3 separate regions of the Mus musculus genome follow, and regions 2 and 3 are each linked to region 1. Evidence: chromatin contacts called from public Hi-C and Micro-C data. All regions are on one chromosome and are shown on one strand. Each heading gives the region's core, a stretch centred on a gene start, on an enhancer-like site or on the middle of the called end of the contact. The rest is flanking DNA. Distances are from core to core; before and after follow the strand shown. Region 1 holds the start of Rsad2 (radical S-adenosyl methionine domain containing 2). Region 2 overlaps Rnf144a (ring finger protein 144A). Region 3 overlaps Rnf144a (ring finger protein 144A).

What was found. A called contact is a pair of places that touch in the nucleus more often than the background predicts.
Region 2: a Micro-C map of muscle stem cells shows a contact between it and region 1, with 7 times the contacts expected there. The contact joins the enhancer-like site here to the promoter of Rsad2 in region 1. A contact is called at or near these places in 5 of 39 promoter capture datasets (embryonic stem cells, liver, neutrophils and 1 more), 2 of 484 Hi-C or Micro-C datasets (both in muscle stem cells), 2 of 115 datasets of contacts at active chromatin or transcription factors (double positive thymocytes and embryonic stem cells) and 2 of 9 other capture datasets (adipose tissue and liver).
Region 3: a Hi-C map of neutrophils shows a contact between it and region 1, with 1.5 times the contacts expected there. The contact joins the enhancer-like site here to the promoter of Rsad2 in region 1. A contact is called at or near these places in 5 of 484 Hi-C or Micro-C datasets (CD4 T cells, LSK cells, bone marrow and 2 more), 3 of 115 datasets of contacts at active chromatin or transcription factors (the HPC-7 cell line, double positive thymocytes and effector CD8 T cells) and 3 of 9 other capture datasets (adipose tissue, liver and pancreatic islet).

Annotation. Positions count from the first base shown.
Region 1 is chr12:26,454,755-26,458,622 of GRCm38.p6, reverse strand. Rsad2 (radical S-adenosyl methionine domain containing 2) reads left to right here and starts at 2,171. Exons shown (of 6, transcript NM_021384.4): 1 at 2,171-2,552. The coding sequence starts at 2,204.
Region 2 is chr12:26,363,549-26,367,416 of GRCm38.p6, reverse strand. The region is part of intron 3 of Rnf144a (ring finger protein 144A); the gene reads left to right. All of the region lies in intron 3 of 4930549C15Rik (RIKEN cDNA 4930549C15 gene), which reads right to left. Among named protein-coding and RNA genes, the nearest start is that of 4930549C15Rik, 19 kb to the right of the region's middle. Within about 2 kb of position 1,641, at least 27 of the 459 cell types and tissues checked have an H3K27ac peak or open chromatin away from gene starts, as enhancers often do. A contact at or near this core is called in adipose tissue and muscle stem cells, where this site is marked.
Region 3 is chr12:26,389,492-26,393,359 of GRCm38.p6, reverse strand. Rnf144a (ring finger protein 144A) reads left to right here. Exons shown (of 10, transcript NM_001081977.2): 3 at 3,785-3,868. Among named protein-coding and RNA genes, the nearest start is that of Mir6538, 24 kb to the left of the region's middle. Within about 2 kb of position 1,984, at least 19 of the 459 cell types and tissues checked have an H3K27ac peak or open chromatin away from gene starts, as enhancers often do. A contact at or near this core is called in neutrophils, where this site is marked.

The sequences.
Region 1 (3,868 bases), core at 922-3,421:
TTTTAAATCTGGCTGTCCCAACAAGCTTTCCTTGAGTCCTAGTCATGAAAGTTATCACAGGAAGTAGCTCCCATGTGGTTATTCAAATTGAACACATACACATCAAAATCCGGAACAGTGAAGTTTATGTATATGCACAGGAATAAAACTCCACATATATAACTGCTGCGTGTGAAAAAAAAAAGTTCAAAACGTGTCTAGAATCATTTCCAGGTCTGTAAGTGTGGATGAATGGTACATGAATGTCATTGTCATATTTGGTCCATGTCCCCAAGACCCCTTCATCACATGCTATGCAAATATCCCCATATCTGACAAACAAACTAGGAAATAAGAACCCCTCTCATATCCAGTTTGATAAGGGACAGACAAACTGCATTCTCTTTCTTTACAGGAGAAAGCAGATGCCTTAGAGGCAAAGGAGGGAGAATGGGAAACAGAGTATTCATCCGATGTTAAATAGACAAACTTCTATTTGTAGAGGCTTTACAGGTGACTAAAGGATAGAGATAGAATTTCAAAGCCTGATGTTGGTTCTTAATGTGCCTCAAACAGCACTTACCAACTCTTGCAGGCTTGCAGTCGTTAGCCATGGCATTGTCTGGACCTTCCTTCACTTAGGCTGTGAGAAGAGTATGCAAGCACTCTCTCTTCTTCCCCAGACACTGGAAGAACTAGAAACAACACAAAGGAAGTAGCTTGAGAACACAGAGCTCCCAACGAAAGATGTCAGAGGGACATCAAAAGAGGAGAGGTCCAGGAACTGAGCCAAGCAAGTTAGATGTGTTGCCCCAAGGAACCTTATTACTGAAACACAGGAGCTTGCCTAGAGGTAAGGCACCAGCCACGTGCTGCAGACAGAGTGTGACTCTCAGGATTGTAGCATTGTACCATACTGGCAAAACTTTAAATGGAGGAGTTTGAGAAATATTTACTCCATATGTCCTTTAATAACATTAAAAAAAGAACCAATTATTAAGGAATCAAGTTTTAAAATGGCTATGCTCACAATCATCCATTGGACGGAGCACAGGGTACCCAATGAAGGCGCTAGAGAAAGTACCCAAGGAGCTGAAGAGGTTTGCAGCCCCATAGTAGGAACATCAATATGAACCAACCAGTACCCCCAGAGCTCCCAGGGACTAAACCACCAATAAAAGAAAACACATGGTGAGACTTGTGGCTCTAGCTGTATATGTAGCAGAGGATGGCCTAGTCAGTCATCAATGGGAGGAGAGGCCCTTGGTCCTATGATGGTGCTATGCCCCAGTATAGGGGAATGTCAGGGCCAGGAATGGGAGTGGGTAGGTTGTGGAGCAGAGGGAGGAGGAGGGGATGGGTGATTTTCGGAGGGGAAACTAGGAAAGGGGATAACATTTGAAATGTAAATAAAGAAAATATCTAATAAAATATATGTTAAAAAGTAGCTTAAAAAAGAATATAAAGTTGGGTGGGTAGGGAGGTGGAGAGCATCTGGAAGGAATGGAAAAGAAGAAAACATGAGAATATATTGTATTATTGTATTATTATATTGTATTCAATAAAAAGGTTTTAAAAACATAAAATGACTAAATTTACTTTGCCAAATTTCTCTGTTGTGTTTGCCTGGAATATACCAGTCTTGAGTCCTTTTGAGAATGTTGCCAGGCACTGTCAAGGTCAACATACAACTGACTTGCTACATACCAAGCTATAAACATACCAAGTTACAAAACTCTAGGGTTTTGGTGAGTTTGTTTTGTTTTGTTTGTTTGTTTGGGGGTGGGTGGGCGGGGAAAGAGCAGAATATTTAAAAATTGTTGAGTGTGCATAGATAATCGTTGTAAGAGGCTTAATGCAAATATTTTGTTTGTTTGTTAAAATAACAGCCTGCAAGGATGCAGCTATATGTCTGTCTGTAAGAAACTTGTTTCAGAAACTCGTGGCTGCTGGAATTCTTGCAGCGTCATCAGGACAGATGTTTACAGGGGTTATAGGGGCAGCCGGAAGCCAAGGAAAGGCAGTGAGTTGGCCTGCGCGTCCTAAGGTTCAGTCTTGGCTCTGGTCCAACTTTCATTTTCAGAAAACAGAAACTCTGTTTAACTGAGTCAAGGGAGGTGTTTCCCTCCTCCTTGTGACACAGTGATCAAATGCTTGGGGGCGTGGCTAGCTGGGCCACAGTTTATAAGCCCTTACAGGCAGCAGCAGGTGTGTGCCTATCACCATGGGGATGCTGGTGCCCACTGCTCTAGCTGCTCGGCTGCTGAGCCTGTTCCAGCAGCAGCTGGGTTCCCTCTGGAGTGGCCTGGCCATCCTGTTCTGCTGGCTGAGAATAGCATTAGGGTGGCTAGATCCCGGGAAGGAACAGCCACAGGTCCGGGGTGAGCCGGAGGACACCCAGGAGACCCAGGAAGATGGGAACAGCACTCAGCCCACAACCCCCGTGAGTGTCAACTACCACTTCACTCGTCAGTGCAACTACAAATGTGGCTTCTGCTTCCACACAGCCAAGACATCCTTCGTGCTGCCCCTGGAGGAGGCCAAGCGAGGACTGCTTCTGCTCAAACAGGCTGGTAAGTTCCTGGACCAGACAGAAGCCAGGATGGTCCAGGACAGTTGTGCATAGGATAGGCATGGGAAGGGCTCCATGAAAATTTGCCACACCAGGGAACAGGCAGATTTGCATGAATGAGAAAGGAGCACCAGGGAGCCAGGAAGGACCTCCAGGCTGGGAGTTGGCCTGGCCAGGACCATGGAACTCACTCTTGTTGGCAGAGGTGTGTGGTCAGTGACCCCTATTCATCCTTGTGTTTGGAACAGAGTTCTCCCAGAGAAATCTGATTTCCAGAAACACTAAGTGAGGAAGGGGTGGGTGTGTGGAGACCCAAGTCCTCTATGTAAACAACCTGGCAGAAGTTTCACCCTGTTCCATCTGTATTCATTGATGGAAACTTCTCTCTCTCTTTAAAAAACAATCTGTGTGTACACATGATGTGTGTGTGTGTGTGTGTGTGTGTGTGTGTGTGTGTGTGTGTGTGTGTGTGTGTGAGAGAGTTTGTGTATTCATGTGTATGTGTCTCAGTCTGCTGCTGGGTACAGCAAGTCTATGAGCATCATAGGACAATTTCAGGTGTTAGTTCAGTCTTAGCCTTGTCAAATCCTGTTTGAGACAGGATTTACCTTTGGTTCGCTGCTAATGTACAATATTGATTAGCATTCAATCCTTGCAGATTGTCCTGTCTTTCCTCCCATCTGGAAGGAGGAGGGCCAGCAGTACAAACTCCCACTACCATGTTTCAGGTTCACTTGGGTGTTGGGGATCTAAACACACATTCTCAGAGCTGTCCAGCCTGTGTATTACACACTGAGCCACCTCTCCAGCCCCATGGGAGCCTTAAAATATTTTCGACAGGTGTGTTATGGGATTTTCTTCCCAAGACTTGCTGTCGTACTCTATCAACCAGTCTCAGGTATGCATTAAGCAGTGAAGTTCAAATACAGCATCTTCTCCTCTGAACCTCCCCTTCCTCCTTCCCTCCCTTCCGCCCTTCTACTCTTTCCAGAACACCTGCTCACCTAGAGACTACCTTATCTTTCTGGCTACCCTTTAACTGAAGCACAGCAGATGTGTCTAGGCGGCAAGCATGCTAGCTGCACTTCCAGCTGACTCACTCAGCCAAGAATTCTCCCTGGAGCACAGCTGGGAAAGAGAAAAGTCATTGGCCAGTGCTCCAGGTACACTCTGGCCTCCAGTCACCACACTGACCACATGGGAACTCCCAAGCAGTTTCTGATGCTCACGTCAGACTCGCCTGATTCTGTGCTGTGATAATGGAATCATACAGTACATAGGACCACTCAGCAGGATCTGCCTCACTCAGCTCGAGTC
Region 2 (3,868 bases), core at 392-2,891, 91 kb after region 1:
TTGTTTATCCAAGGCCCATAAAAGGGAGAGGAGGGAGGTAATATGACTTTACTCTATGCCAAAAATAAAGTCGAAGTCAGACCTAGAGAGTCCTTGTGCAGCTGGAAGTTCATAGAGTTGGTGGCAGAAACAAATAGGGAGACAGGAGTCCAATTCCTAGGTCATCCTGTGCCTGCTTGCTGCAGGGAGTCTGCCAGAGTCTGTAGCTCCCCACTAGGCCATTAGCAAGCTGCTAAGTACCACTGAGAGGATGGATTGGGGCAAGAGTTGTGATGGTGGGAAAGTCCAGGAAAGCCTGTGGTGGGTATGTGCTGGCCCAGCTATTAGGGTGTTTGCCTAGTGTGCATAACACCTTGGGTTCTGTCCTCAGCACTGTTTATAAGCCATGTGTGATGGTTGCCCAGATCTAATCCTGAAACTCAGGAGACTCTGGGCTAATGAGCGCCTGTCTCAGAAAATGCAAAAGGAACAAAAGAAAGAGCTGCCCATCAGGGAACTGTCTTGCTCTTAGCAGGTCCCCAAGACCCCAGGTGCCTGTCACTGCTCATGAGACATTGGGCTGATCCCTTCACATTCCAGTGCTGCCTCATTGCTCATCACTCTGGCACCTCTCCTGGTTTGTTTGTTTGTTTGTTTGTTTGTTTCCTTGCTGGTTTGCAAAGCACAGGAACTGCAGGTTGGTTTATAAGCACAGAAGCTTGGGGAAGGAGTCCTTTTTTTTTCTATACAGCCTGGAGGTGAATTGCTCCCTCCTTACGGCTCCTATCAGTCCTGTAGCATTATGCAAGATGCCCCCGGAGCCCTCCCACCTCTTGAAGCCTCAGCAAAAGCCAAGAGTGAAGTGGATTCCAACCTTGATGAGAGTCCACCTCCTCTTCTCTGCCACCTCGTCACTCTGAGTTTGGGACTGTGGGCAGGTTCCCTCAGCTGCCTGGGTGCATCTCAGGCTGAGTGACATGGTAAATGCCAAGGCACTCGGTTCACCTGGTAAACTTGGGCAGCCAACCTTTCTTGTTGCTGGCAAATGAAATTAAAATTACATAATTTCTTATCCTTAGCCCCATGCACCCTTCATAGTTCACGAGGCTTGTAGTGTTGATAATGTAGTTTTCACTTTTAGCATGGCCTTCCATGTAGGAACACAATCCCAGATGGGCTGTTCCTTGTTTTAGCTGATTCTCAATTCCTAGGGCTAGAATCAGGGTTGCGAGGGTTGAACTTCAGGGTTGAAGTACCTCTTGGTACTTCCTAGACTTCTCTGCTCCTTCCCTCTCTAGTCCTCAGAATGTGGATGAGTCATCTGTGAAAGTGGCTGACTTCACTCCTCCTTCCCTCTCCAGTCCTCAGAATGTATATCAGTCATCTGTGAAAGTGGCTGCTTGTTGTACTTGTTTCTTGGGACTGTGGTTGCCAGCTATGGTTCATAGTTGTGTCCCCTTCTGGTCAAAAGTGCTATTGAGACTATGGACTGGCTTCTGTTTTGTGGTTGTACCCAGGCCCAGCCTCCCAGCAGCACCTCCCTGCAGATATGGGAAAGCATTTTTGCAGGACACATGTTATATGGACAGCTGGTTAGTCCAGCCAAAGTCCTCACCCAATGATGATGTGACAGAAGCCCAGCAGCAGCATCCAAGAGGCCCAGGAACTGTGTGGTATTGGTGGATAAAAGTTGAATTCATAGCCAACTTGTCTCTGCTTCAGACTAGACTCTGATAGTGACTCATTTTGTGACTTCGGGCTCCTTGTGGGACTTTAAAACCGTAAGTTTTCTGGCCAGGAGACAATGTGGCTGAAACATTCCAGGGGATGGATGGGTGGAGGATGTGGGGGTTTAGTGGGGACTTGGTAGCTGAGCTGTGGTCACTGCAGGTTGCTTTTGCTGCCACTGACCGTTTGCTGAGCTGAGACTCACATCAGCAGGCCTCTATGTGGCAAGGCTGCACGCTCCCTAATACAGCATCAGGCTCCTTGTATGGAGACCTAACATTCACATCAGAATCACCAGGGGTTTAACCAGAGTTAGATTGGATTTGTTTCATTAGCCTTCCTCAGTTTCTCTTCTGCGCGATGCTCCCATTAAACCTTTCCTAAGGTGGCTGGAGAGCAAGCATATCCCTTCCTGTGATATCCACGGGGTGGCCAGGTCGTAGCGCAGAGACCAGTGGCCCTAGATGTGTAGAGAGGTCAGAATTAGGCTTATTCCTGGCTTACGGATTTGGAATCAAACCCTAATTTCAGAAATCCTGTATTTCTGAAGTTAGGTTTTCCTGAGACAGAAAGACATGCACAGAAGGGAAAGGCTTGGGCTGGAGAGGGCTTTTCATCATGGCTCGAGAGTCACTAGGCTTCACCCCATGGATCAGCATATGGTACGTGGGCTGAGTCTGGCCACTAGCCTGTGCCCTTGGATCCCAGCCAGGCCTTGGGTTACACATTATCTCTGCATGCTTTTAGGCCTGAGCATCAGGGTTTAGTGGTCCATGGGGTGCTGTGGTCGACAGAGCCGCAAGTATTGACTGTGTGGTCCATTATAGTTACAGTCTGCTAAACTCTGGGCCTCACTGTAGCAGAATACTCACCAGTGGAATGAAAGATGTGGATGTTAGGACGGACTGAGGACTAGCTCAGTCTGGATTTCAATTTAGACCTCTTGAGTATTGAACAGTATAGAATTCTAGAGGAAAAATGGCTGTCTGAGCAGGGTCCTCAGATTCTGAGGGAGGGAGTGGCCGAGTCATGACTGCAGGAGTACCACACATACTGGTGGTGTTGCCCTAAGTGCAGTGATCAGAATCAAAGGACAGCTGATGTGGTGACTGTCAACAAGATCCTCATCACTTCATCTTCCTTCTGTCTCACTTTCCTGCTATCAAGTGTGTTCACAAACTAAGCATGTGCTTCAGGCCTGTAATTTCAGCTCATGGGGAGGCTGAGGCAGAAGGGTTGCGACATCCAGGCCAGCTTGGGTTGCAGAGTGAATTCAAGGTCAACCCAGCAACTTGATGAGATTTTTCAAATTTTAAAGTTGAAGATAGGGTTTGGGAATGTTATCTTTAGTTCCAGATTCAGTTAGTGACCTGATTTCGAGAAATCATCCCACCCACCACTGTGATCTGGTACTGATTGGGGTCTCAGTCACAGTATGAACCAGAACTTCAGGTCGGTGCAATGCTCAGCCCTCATCAGAGAAGGTTCTCTAAGTAGATGGTAAGTAGCAACGAAACCCACAGCTGCTAACATGCAGAGAAGGGATTGGGGAATGCTCAGCCCGATATTGGATGTCTGTATCACACCCCTCCCCTCAGGCCTCAGGGATCTATGCTGAACTGGAGGCAGGAAGACTGTGGGAACCAGAGGCAGTAGATGACTCCAAGATAACACCGTGCCTCGGGACACAACAAGGCGCATGGTACACGTGAACTCATGAGACTGAGGCAGCGTGCATAAGGTCTGCATAAGCTCGAGCCAGACACATCCCAGCAAGGAGGTGGGGAAGTGGCCGTGAAGTCCCACCCCTCCCCACAAAGCAGTAGGGATTTGATTGCTATTAGGTGGGGAAAGTCACTTTTCTTTAGTGGAGTGACACTGGGTATATTGGCCACACTCCAGGGCAGGCCTCACATCCAGTAGTCAGCCAGCACAAACGGGACCCCATGTTTTGTGTTTGCTTTTGCTTTTTAAAAAAAAGAAGGAGAAAATGAAGTTTGGTGTGTGTGTCGGGGGAAGTGGTGTTTAAGGAGGTGGGGAGGAAAGAATCTGATCAAAATATATGTATGAATTTATCAAAGAATAAATAAAAATGTTATTTTAAAAAGAGCTGGAGAATAATTGGGGAAGCCACCTGATACCGAATTCTGGCCTCTAGCCA
Region 3 (3,868 bases), core at 735-3,234, 65 kb after region 1:
GTATATGTGGGCAGATAGGTATACACAGACACTGAGACTGCAAAGGTCTAGCAGGTCTGTTTTATAGTCACACAGGGCAGCAGATTGTCATCTACAAAGTTTATACTTGTGCAATTTAAATGGGAAAAATTAATAAAATCTAGAAAGAAAAATCTCATAGTACTTGTAGTAAGTGTGGTTTTGTGTTGCGCAGCTATGGCTGTCCTGTGGCACACACAGCTTTGGAGCTCTGAGTTGGATATGCTGGGAAGGAGGCCAAGTGATGCTCCCACTTTGCATTCTCTTCACAAACCCGGTTATTTTAGTGGTTCCCATTATTTAATAAGCCATGATCACATATGTCCCCCTTTAGATAGAGATGTGCGTACACTGATGATAGGGGTCAGTGAGATCATTCCTTTATATTTTCTGCATAAGCTTGGCTTTTGGGGTTGATTTATCTTTTGTGGCGGTATCCGTGTTCATATGAAGGAGTGAATTAGATAATATTGGGATTGCCTGATAGGAAATGAGACATCTTACCTAATTCTTCATTATATTTGCTTCTTGGGACACACAAATGAATTTTGTTACTTATTAGAAGAGTCATGGGTCAACATGGGGTTCCATTTTGTGCAGGATTCTTAAGAGCAAGGACTTCTTGCCCATCTCTGCTCCAGGCACACCTACCTGTATCAGCAGAAGTCCAAGTGTAGGTGGGGAATGGAAGATGAAGTTAACAAATGCATTGTTGGTATCTGCAGAAGAGACATGGAAACATGGCAGGGCTCACTGGGACACAGACGGAGAGGGCTGAGCAGCCACAGGCTGTGCTGTCTTATCTCAGGCTCATACTGAGACGAGTGGTGCTGTTCACCCTGGAGTCACAGTCCTTGCCTGGGGACTATCTGGGAGAATATGCAAGACAGATAGCCAAGTACCTACACTTAAAAGTATCAAAATTTATCATTCTTCATGCATGCTAAATCAGTAAGCAAATGAGAAATAAAACACTTTTACCACCATTAATAGCATCTACTGACAACTTATCTTTAAAACTGCAAATGAGGGGCTGGAGCGATGGTGCAGTAGTTAGAAGTGACTACTGCTTTTGTGGAGGATCATAGTTTTGTTCTCAGCACCAACATTGGGCGGCTCACAACTGCCTGTAACTGTAACTATGGGGAAATTTAATAACCGACTGTAGTCTCCATAGGCACCTGCAAGCACATATGCATACATAGAGACAGGCATATACATACCTATCCATAAATAACAAAATACAGTTTAATATGATTCATCACTGTAGAAGCATCCTGTATGCAACATATGGAGTTTTACTCTTAATGAGCACATGTTAATTACACATAGTAACAGGGTTCATTGTGACATTTCCACACATGTGTATAATGTATTATTATCATATTACCGTTTTCTCCCACTCCCACCAGACCCCTTCACCCAGATCTCTCTTCTATTTCTGTGTCTTACATGTGCCCAATCTTCCAGAAAAAAATGCAAACAGGCTTTGAGACCATGAGCTTTGGGAATGAGGGAGTCAGTGGGCTTTGTAGCCTGAAAGGTTGAAGGGTGGGACACCGAGCTCTGAGCTCTGAGCCCAGGTAGAGAGTTTTGCAGCTGGCAGGCCTATGCCAAGCTCTTCTTGATGCAGCTCGAAAAGGCTCCTCTCTCCCCTGTGCTGTCTGAGCAGAGTGTTGCTCTCTTGCTGGCAATAAGGCATTGCTATTTCTCAGCTCTTCTTATGTGGGAATACCAGCAGAAAGGTGGATCTGGAGAGGGAATGCATCGCCTTTTGTCTGAAGAGTCAGAAGTTATTGCCAAGTGAAGGCAGAAAATAGACCTGAAGCCTAGTGGTGGCATTTTCTGAAATACCCATAGTGAAGCTGTTCAAGACTAGCTTGTGTGCAGGTGAGATGCTTAGGAGGAGGGGTTAGGGCTCTGCTGGGAAAACAGAGTGCTGAAGGCCTCAGTCTTGAGCAATCTGAGTGTTGCAAGAAAAATGAGCATTTGCATGTGTTGTGGGCTAAGCTTGATATTCTAGTGTAAGGGGAGAGAGAGGGAAATACCAAAGAGACACGAGTCTGTCTATCTGCCAGGATGAGTCTTCCATCCTGTCAAATGGTGGCTCTAGAAGCCCTCATTGAAGGCACCAGGAAACTTTTTCAGGTAGGAGCAGGAAATGGTCACTGGTGGTCTGTGCTCCAGGACCACAAATTCATCAGAAAACAAAAACGAAAACAAAAACTCAGAGTTCAGGCAAGAGTGTTGCAATCCTGGTGAGTAAAAGATTTAGAAATTCTGCTGCAGTCTTACCTTAGTTTTACCTTGTATTTCTACATCTTCCAGGAGCCTGTGCATTTCTTCCCTCCTTGCCTTCCTCCCTCCCTCCCTCCCTCCTTCCATCCTTTCCTCCTTCCCTCCTTCCTTCTTCCCCATTTAAACTAATAGTTTCCCAGACTTTCACATAGCTTGAAAGTCACCATCTTTGAGTCCCCATACAAGGGTTTTGAGCATGTTTACAGGTGGTCTTGTGACTGTCACCGTTACCTGATTCCAGAATGTTTTCAGTAACCCCTGTCTACGTACTGAGTCTCGGCAAGCCAGGCATTATCTTTCTCCCTCCATGGATTTGCCTATCGAGGCCTTTTGCATGTGGCTGGTTTCATACAATGAAGAGCTTCTGTGTTCTTCTTTCTTTAGCCCAGCATAGTGTGTTCAAGACTGAGCTTCTGGCTCAGTGAATAAAATGCTTGCTGAGGACGCAAGTTCAACCTCACAGAACACATGTGAAGACTCAGGCATGGCTCCAGCAACCCCAGTACTGGGAGGCAGAGACAGAAGGATCCCCAGACTTACTGGACCCTACTTAGGGCAAACGATGAACTTAAGTGAGAGACCCTGTGTTAAAAAACAAAAACAAAACATGATAATAATTTAAGAAAGACTTCCTAGTTTCATCTTCTGGTCTTCATACAACCATCTGTGCCTGAGTGTGAATCAGTACTGTAGTTCCTTTCAGGACGAAAACAGCTGCATGGTCATGCAGTTTACCAGCTAATGGGTATGTGTGTTGTTTTCACATGTAGCCTAGTGTGGATGATGCTACTTTGATCTTGTTGTGCAGGACTTAGTGTGTAGCTGCCTTTCATTTATCGAAGGCATTTCCTGGGTCATAGGCTAGCCTTGACTTTAATCACAAGCTGCAAAGTGTTTCCCAAGCAGGAAACTTCACTGCTTTGCACCACCACCACCCCAGCCCTGTAGGTTTCTCTGCATCTCATTCAACGCATTTAATGTAATTACTAATGGAGAGTTTGTGCTCACCCTCATTCTGCCTCCCAGGGTTCTTATTTCTCCTAACTCCATTTCACTCATTATGCATTCCTCAGTTGTGGTTTTTGGTGTTGCTTTTCTTGATGGAAAGAGACTTTCCACTGAGTGCCTATAGAGACCATCACTACCCACATCCCTGCAGGAATCCCACGGAGACAGACAGAGCTGGGTGGTCCAGGCCTGCAGGATGGTCCTTGATGATGGATTGGTCTGTTAACTTCTTGGTGGGATTTGCTTTTGTTGCCTAGTGAACCGTCATTACTTCTCTGGCAAACTGTACAGTTACACTGGTGCTTAATGTGATAGGTTTTCAGACAGCTGTTTACCCAGCTTTCCCTTGGGTTTGGAGATAGGAAGATCAGTGCCAACACCTTGGTCCTTCTTAGCATCCAGACCATGCCGTCCTCCTGCTATTCTTGTGCTGACCGCTCTCTGTTCCCTTGCTTCCTAGGTACTTTGTGTTCTGCTGAGTCTGGTGTACCCGGGGCTGCTTTTCTCAGTTGGATGGACCCCTAGTGCAGAGACCTCATCCTTC